2 separate regions of the Bombyx mori genome follow, and region 1 is linked to region 2. A link is a contact called in public Hi-C data. All regions are on one chromosome and are shown on one strand. The core of a region is the stretch at or near the end of the contact, and the rest is flanking DNA. Distances in the headings are between cores, read along the strand shown. Region 1 overlaps EcR (ecdysone receptor). Region 2 overlaps EcR (ecdysone receptor).

Region 1 (3,807 bases), core at 887-3,386, 47 kb after region 2:
ATTGAAACAACTCATAACTTTAGCCTGGTACTATGTATGTATATCTATGCTACCTTTTATTTTATAGGTCTGTGTCGAAAAGAAAGTATGTAATAAAAAATAAGTTACTTAAGCATGTAGGATTTATTATTATTTTTTCCAGCACACCGTATTTATTTTATTTATAACCGAACACAACAAGCACATTATATTGATGTTAAATATTTACTACTCAAGTGTATTTTATGTTTATAATGGCCTTTTGAAATGTGGCTATAAAGTAGCAATGGATATTAAGTTTACATGTATTGTTCTAAGCGATGTTATAAAATGTCGACTCTCTTATTGCGTGTTTATGATAATATACTAGTCATATAATATGTTGCTTCTGTTAATCTAATATACCAGAATTAATATCTTTGTGTTAGTTTTTTAATTGTCTATACGTTAGAATATGATTTATTGAATTGAAGACTTTGATGCAGTTTTTGTTGACTTTTATTCTGTTGTTAATTACAGTACAGGGGGTATATCTCGACGCTTGAAAGGCAAACATGATTAAACGACAATGCGTGAACTTTACAGTAGACTAATTTAAAGTTGAAATACCTGTAAACAAAATTTATTTTAACGAATCTAGTAGTAGTAGAATCTAGCTAGTAGCTGTAGGATTGAAATTATTTTAATAGACCTAGAAATATATATTTTTTGCGCATTGAATATGGTTATTGCCTATCATTTATGTACAAAGCAGTTATTGTCGCTTAGTCACTTTTGCCTTTCAAGCGTCGATATGTATATTTCAAACATTAAGTTTTGAATGCAAGTTTATTCTCTTATTTTTTTCAACAGATGAATCGTAATGAATACATTGGAATGGAACTTCGGTTCAATGTTCCTATGAAGAGACTGAACCTATATCTAAACGATAAAGCGCCAAATATACCTATTATAGAATATTAGGCCGTGAATAAATGAGATAGAACGCTTACGTAGTTTTAATTTCTGCGTTGTATGAATTTCACACGTGTTTGTTTTTTGTTGTTTTCCGATCAAATAAAATTGTATTTAAATTAACGAAAGTAAAATAATTCCTGACGTATCTTAGTTAAGCAACTGTGAAATATATGAGTTGAGGTTTCCGATAATACAATCTTTACAATACAAATTTGTTCATGTATTTTTGATTGTTCAACTCTAGCACCATATAATTTTTTAATTAACGAAATTCCTTATACTCTAATTGCTCAATTCATGGGCTCTAAAGACGATGTGCCATATAAATTGCGGCAATTCTGTTTAATTACAGATCGACAGATAGCGGTCGCCGCCCGCCGTGTAATTTATTTAAAGGACTGCCTTTTGCTAACGTCTTCGCTTGTAAGAATCTGACATTATTTAACTTTAAAATTTTACTAATATTATGTCTACCATTACCTTACATACCATTGTGTACCAAATGTATTGTGAATGTGTTTCATTTGGCTTCTTATTTTGCTTCTGTACTTTAATACTTTTTAATTGACTAAGAACTGGAATGTTTCGTAGTAGTACGCAAAATAAACTTGAGATATAGACAGGTCTAAATCCATGCAACAATGAGAAACTTGATTGTAACTCAATAATGATAGAAAACCCCAAAAAAAGGCATGAAAGCTAAAAAAGTAAAGAAAACATTTTGAAAACTTCATCTTCTTGAAGATATGTAACCACCGTGCACCGTATGCCGTTTTTTTTTTGTTCTGAGATCAGACGAGTAATATTTTTATTTTTTTATTGCCTTTGTAGGCAGACGGGCATACGGCCCACCTGATGGTGAGTGGTTACCGTCGCCCATGGACTTCAGCAATGCCAGGGGCAGAGCTAAGCCGCTGCCTACCGCTTAATACTCTAATCTCCATAGCAGCTCCGTAAGCTAATTTAAAATCCATCTCAAAGTTACATCCAAAAAGACGCAACGACAAGAATTGAATTCAAATTTGGTGACTAGAGAATTAACAAATTTTCTTGAGCCGACTTCAAACTTCATGTTTTTTTTTTAAATCGCACAATCACTATCTTTACATGGACATAAATACACCAATTTCTGTATGTACAGAGAAGAGTGACACGCGGACATTAATCACAATGTTCACATTGTCGCTGCATCGTACTGATGAGATCATTTTTGTTAACGATGAACCTGACGAGAATAGACCGTGAACAGACTGTGTACAACACGATCGAGATTTGTTTTACGTTCAGAGTTTGAAACCCGCTAAAATGGTTTCTCAACTCTAAAGTTGGTTTGAAAACATTGAATTGAGCAGTTTTTATCGAAATAATGACGTGGTCGTTCTTCAGTCACGAATAATTAAGATTCCTTCTCGCAAAGCTGTCCTATTAAAATAAACTAGAGGTCCCGCAGTAGTCGAAATTCGACTATAATTAATTGGAATTGTAAGTTTGTACACTATTATGATTGTATTTTATACTTCTATAATCACAAATTTCGCCAAGACTACACTATACAAAATATTAACAAAGACAAACAATATTTAATCTATTCTCAATTTGACAACAGACGTCAAGAACAAAAGTTTGACAATAAATAGTATGCATGCGTGTGTGCGTCAAATACATGGTATGTAGTGTGTGTAATGTTTTCTTTATTGATTTACTGTATATTTATGCATTATTTAAAAAAATATCAGCATTGTCCACTTCTTCTCTATATTCTGTATAAGTGTGGAAAATTTCATACTCCTCCGTCCGCGCAATTTTCGTAAAAAGGGATACAAAGTTTTTGCTTCACGTATTAATATATAGATAAAAACATATCCATATTTCGCTTTAAGCAATCCGATGATAGCTTTAAACGAATAGCTTTATTGATATGTATTGGTAGTGAACATTTGAAGCTAGTATTAGTATTGACGTGTTTTATTAATGTCAGATTAATCTTTGAGGGCGTTCACCTAATTTAAAGGCGTTGAAACATGTCTCCATATCGCTTGAAAAATAATAGTAATAAACCAAACTTAAACTCTGTTAGCTTTGTTAGTTAAAATGTATTTTAAGCTTCGCCTTTACTAAGAGTTTCATCTGGCGTTTATATAGCATTGTATACTCAAAATCGGAGGGAGCTAAATCGAGACTCGTAATGTAAAAACCCCTACCGATAATAAAAAAATTCAAAAGAACTGCAGTTTTATTTAGCATTTTCATATTTTCTTTCCTCTTGTCTCGTTTCATTAGAGGGCCGACAGTGTGTAAAGGCAGAGCAATGATGTTTTAGATCTCTGAACGTACGTAAGCACTTACAATTTTTTCTCTCTTCATTTAAATACAAGAAGACAGCTAGAGACGGACTGAGGTCGGTCATTTATAAATAGTTTATGCTAACAATAACTCATTCCCGAGGGTCATCAGACGACTAATTAGGCTAACCACGTTAACAGCAGAGTGAGCTCAATCAGCTTATTGTGAAAGGGATTATGTCTTCGGGAAAGTGAATGTTCTTATTTTATTTTTTATTTTACAAACTACCATTTATATTATTCTTCTAATGCAGATTTTAGAGAATCCTATCGAAAAATTCGATTTGAATTTTAAAATTTTCTTTAATTTCAACAAGTGAGTCTTTATAGTACTAAGCTGTGGTAATACTGCTGTTGCTGCTACTGCTCATTAATGTAAATAGAAGATAGAATTGCATTGTAATTACAAATGCTCTATCTACTCTATTAATGGCTTCGAGTCATAATGTTAGTGCAGCAGTAATCACCCGAGTGGGCTCACAACACATGACCACCGAAATTAGAACAATTAATTTGAACACTTTTAATG
Region 2 (4,234 bases), core at 1,454-3,953:
ATCCGTCATGCAATTAAAAAAAAAAAAACAACGATTTATCTGCACATAGTGTAGTGACATTTCTTAAACGCTCTGTTGGAAATAAATAATTTATTATTTCGGTTTACCACTCGTTTAACTATGATATCGCGTAGGCGCACGTGATTTGTCTATCTCATCTAAATTTGCGAAATATCTTCGAACAACCGCTTCGCATACCTAATAATTAAAAATTGTTGAGATAATTTCGTGCATGAATTTATTTATATTAAATGCCGTCTTATTTTATCAGCTTGTAAGAAACAAACCGGTTTTTACATTTGTACATAATGTTTTTAATAGAAAAGTCGTGAATGAGTTCATCTCTTTTATGTAATGTAATGATTTTTATTAATAACTGTGACGTTAGTTTGATTTTTACAAATTGAATACTTGTTTCCGAAAACAAGTAGCAACGTTACGGCAACTGGCAAAGTTCGGAATATCACAATTCATCTAAAAAAAACAAATACTTATAAAACACTGAAAAACTTAAAAAAATAAAATGTATTATAAAAATTTGGGGTACTCTAAACTACAACAAATAAATATTAAATCTTCGGAGAATTTACAAGACAAAACATACAACGAAATTAACGTCAATACTTTTTTAACTGACTGTACCGGGCTAAGTGTTTGAACAGTCGTGATGTTGGCCAGTCGTGCGTGCAGTAAAATGCTCGATTGGTTCCTGTTCTGCCCCCCAACCCCCCGACCTCCCCCCGTGCCGTCCTCATTGCCGAATTACTTCCACTCAGAGATAAACCGCAATTCCTGATTCTTACTTCGCAAACGTATTAATTACTCTATTATTTAGGTACATTAAATTAAAACTACACTATCTACTTTTAACTAACATAACAGGCATACTTATATACATCTACAATTATGTATTTTGCTTACCTATTTGATGAAGAACGGGAGAGCAGGCTTTAGAGGGACAAAATACAAAACATTACAATAAATGTGATAACAATTCAAATGTTTTAAAATAAATTCGTACTTCAACAAATGACAAGATTTTACAAGTAAATTGATAAAGTTTTCAAAAAACAGATCAAACTAGACAAAAACCTAAATTACATAACAACAAAAACCATTAACAGAGTGCTAAAACTTAAATGTAAGAGGTCTCGCGAAGTTTCATTCGTTACAGCCTTGTTTTCGCTATTCAGCCAGCAGTTGGCCTGTTCTAGCGAATTTTTTGCTCTGAAGTTTTCCATTAAATGTAAATTAGAGATGAAATTGATCGATCTATCGAGTGCTCCATTCAAGGTTAAACTATACAATAGGCAGCTCATTATTGACATCGCAATAGATTTTAATTCTAACTCCGAGCCATAGTCTTTTTTTCTAGAGCATTGTATTTATAAAGCTTGTAAACCTTTTTCCTTGTTTTAAAGCTGTCAAAACCTCGTACACTCAAGTCGATTAATCAATGAATCGAGATTCTGTTTTTTTTTATTGTCTTATTTATTCTGTTTTTGAGCTCAACGAACTATACTTTAACTTAATTTTTTGCAAACTTTATTGAATACTAAGATAGATACAAGTTAATCTTGTATATGCATGTATATAGATAATAAATTTATGTTGCGATGAATGATTAATATAGCAGAAACTTGGCAGTACGCCATAGAATCCTTTGTTGTGGTTTCTAGAAGAAAATGAAAATATGGAAGTATGCTTTTTTTCGCAAACTGTATTGTATCTTGAAAATATCACAATACCTCATAGAGAAGATAATGGAAGATTTCCATACCTGAAACAAAAACAATAACATTAGAATCGACCAACGTCTAAGCATTATTATTATAAGTTTGTCGAAATAAACGTTCTCAGCAATGTGTTTAAATAGAGTGTTCCTATTTGACATAAATTTTAAAACAAGCATCCACAAGAATACTTTCGGAGTTATTGTACCACTCAAAACGGGCCGGGTAGGCGTCATTTTCATGTTTTTACTAGCGATGTGCAGGCGCATAAAAAGTGGACTCGGCGGAATGGTTCGAGTAAGCGCAATTAAGACCAAGGTCTCCAGGTTATCAAACCCGTGTCGGCGACTCGCGAAGTTGGCCGCGCCTCGCTGCTGTCGCAAAAAAATGTAGCGACTAATGAAGTCGATGGTATTAAAAGATAATGGCGGGCTAGCACGCCGTACTGCATAGCCTTAACTGGTCGCAAAGCTTCCATCTTTCGTTTCGCAATATTAAAATACTTCTGCGCCTAGACAACTAGTTTTCGTTACATATGCAGCAAGCTCTTTCACATGTTAGTACGATTGTCTCGTAATGTGTACTTATATTTGTTATTTTCGTTGGTTTAAATTACATTTTCTTACAACTAAAATGGTAATATTCAGAGTAAATGTACCGGACTTTCCAACTACGCATAGTGTGTCAGTGAATGGCTTCTGGCTGTGAGCCATGCAACTATTGGAGGAAGTCAAGGGTACGGTGCATCTATTGCATACTCAATGCTGAATCCTGTTCGTTGACACCGCACTCGACAGCAACCGATGTCGTTTGCACCACCGTGACCTGCTAAGGAACCATGTTACCGTTCCTCGTAGTCCCACGAACGCTTACATAATGCAATCTAGACAATGTTACTGATGTTACGTGAACCTCGCCTTTCGGTCGAGGACTTTGACTACACTTTCGCTTGTATCGTTCGTGTATGAGAACGACTTTCAAGAATTTGCAATCGTATGATGTACGAGCTTAGAATACTAAAAGGTGGAATACAAAACCCTACACTGATCCGCTCTAAAGCTCAATTCTAAAGGTCGGGATGCGTCTGCTTTTTTGTCAAATTTATAACCACGTTAAAATTTAGAGATGTTACAAATCACTTTTTTGGTTTTTGAAAGACAACTTTGAAATAAAGAGGTGACAATAATTGTTCAATTTCTCCTTTCCAATAAATTGTCTAGGATATTTAAATTTGAAATTTTTATTTTCAGTTCCTTGTAGGAATTGTCTAAATGTGTAAATAAATCTCTTCTCGCTGCAAAAGCACAATGAAAATGATCAGCGTTCTGACTGTTAATTGTGGGCATCAATTTGATCTTGTTGTGTTGTGTATGTTTATAATACAATTCATCACAATAAGGCATACGGTTTTAGACAATGAACGTGAAATTTCATCAACAAATAAAGGAAAAACCATCCGTTCTGATCCCTCTGAATGTCCAAACGGATATTAATCATGATTAAAGTCAACTGAATTTAGTAATTGGACTGGACTCTGTTTTATGAGCGTATTTACGAGCTTTCCGACGAGAACTGGTTATTTTTGTGATTTTTATAAAGTCATAATTTACAATATCTGTTCCGTGATTTACATGAAACGTATTTTGAATGTACAATAAAAAATAGATCTATAAACGTTGAGGCAAAGGCAGCTTATGCCCATTCATTTCATTTAAGATGAGACATGAATAATTCAATAAGTTCCAATTTTTTCACCTTCGTATTATGTGGCGTTTATTCAGTAATATTCTATGAGCTCTAAATACGTCGATCTACAAGGAGCTTAGGCTTTCTGAGACGCTGTCGTTGGGCATTAACAAAAAGAAAACTTTATTTCAAATATTTATAAACGTAAAACGTGACACGATCCAACAGCGGTCTATAATGGAATCAAACTGCAATTAGGTCATAGAAGCAATGCACTATCCACTCACAACCGTTGTATGCGCGTGCACCGAGTTTCGATGGAATAGTTGTATGCATAACTTATTACCCTGGCATTCGTGCTGCTAATATTAGGCATGATTATATAACGACCGAATACTGTTATGCAGTACTACTGTTAGGATGTTTCGATTATAAATACCGGTATTAGGGCACGTTGAAAACCTACAAAGTTAGATACAATGATCCTATCACTTTATGTCACAAAGCGCTTTGGACGAGTGTACAGCCATTGAAACTTCAAAAGTACATCTTGAGTTTTTTTTTTTATTGCTTAGTTGTGTGGACGAGCTCACAGCCCACCTGGTGTTAAGTGGATACTGGAACCCATAGAAATCTACAACATAAATGCGCCAACCACCTTGAAATATAAGTTGTAAGGTCTCAGTATACTTACAACGGCTGCCCCACCCTTCAAGCCGAAACGCATTACTGCTTCATGGCAGAAAATAGGCGGGGCGGTGGTACCTACCCGTGCGGACTCACAAGAGGTCCTACCACCAGTAAATTCTAGATTC

Evidence for each region. Hi-C and Micro-C count contacts between places; a contact is called where the count stands out from the background.
Region 1: a Hi-C map of whole pupa shows a contact between it and region 2, with 2.6 times the contacts expected there. The contact joins two enhancer-like sites. A contact is called at or near these places in 3 of 7 Hi-C or Micro-C datasets (posterior silk gland, an unstated tissue and whole pupa).

The regions. Positions count from the first base shown.
Region 1 is chr10:6,255,195-6,259,001 of ASM3026992v2, reverse strand. The region is part of intron 3 of EcR (ecdysone receptor); the gene reads right to left. Among protein-coding and RNA genes, the nearest start is that of LOC105842224, 42 kb to the left of the region's middle. Within about 2 kb of position 2,136, at least 3 of the 8 cell types and tissues checked have open chromatin away from gene starts, as enhancers often do.
Region 2 is chr10:6,302,775-6,307,008 of ASM3026992v2, reverse strand. EcR (ecdysone receptor) reads right to left here. Exons shown (of 9, transcript NM_001173377.1): 4 at 922-948. Among protein-coding and RNA genes, the nearest start is that of LOC105842224, 5.9 kb to the right of the region's middle. Within about 2 kb of position 2,703, at least 6 of the 8 cell types and tissues checked have open chromatin away from gene starts, as enhancers often do.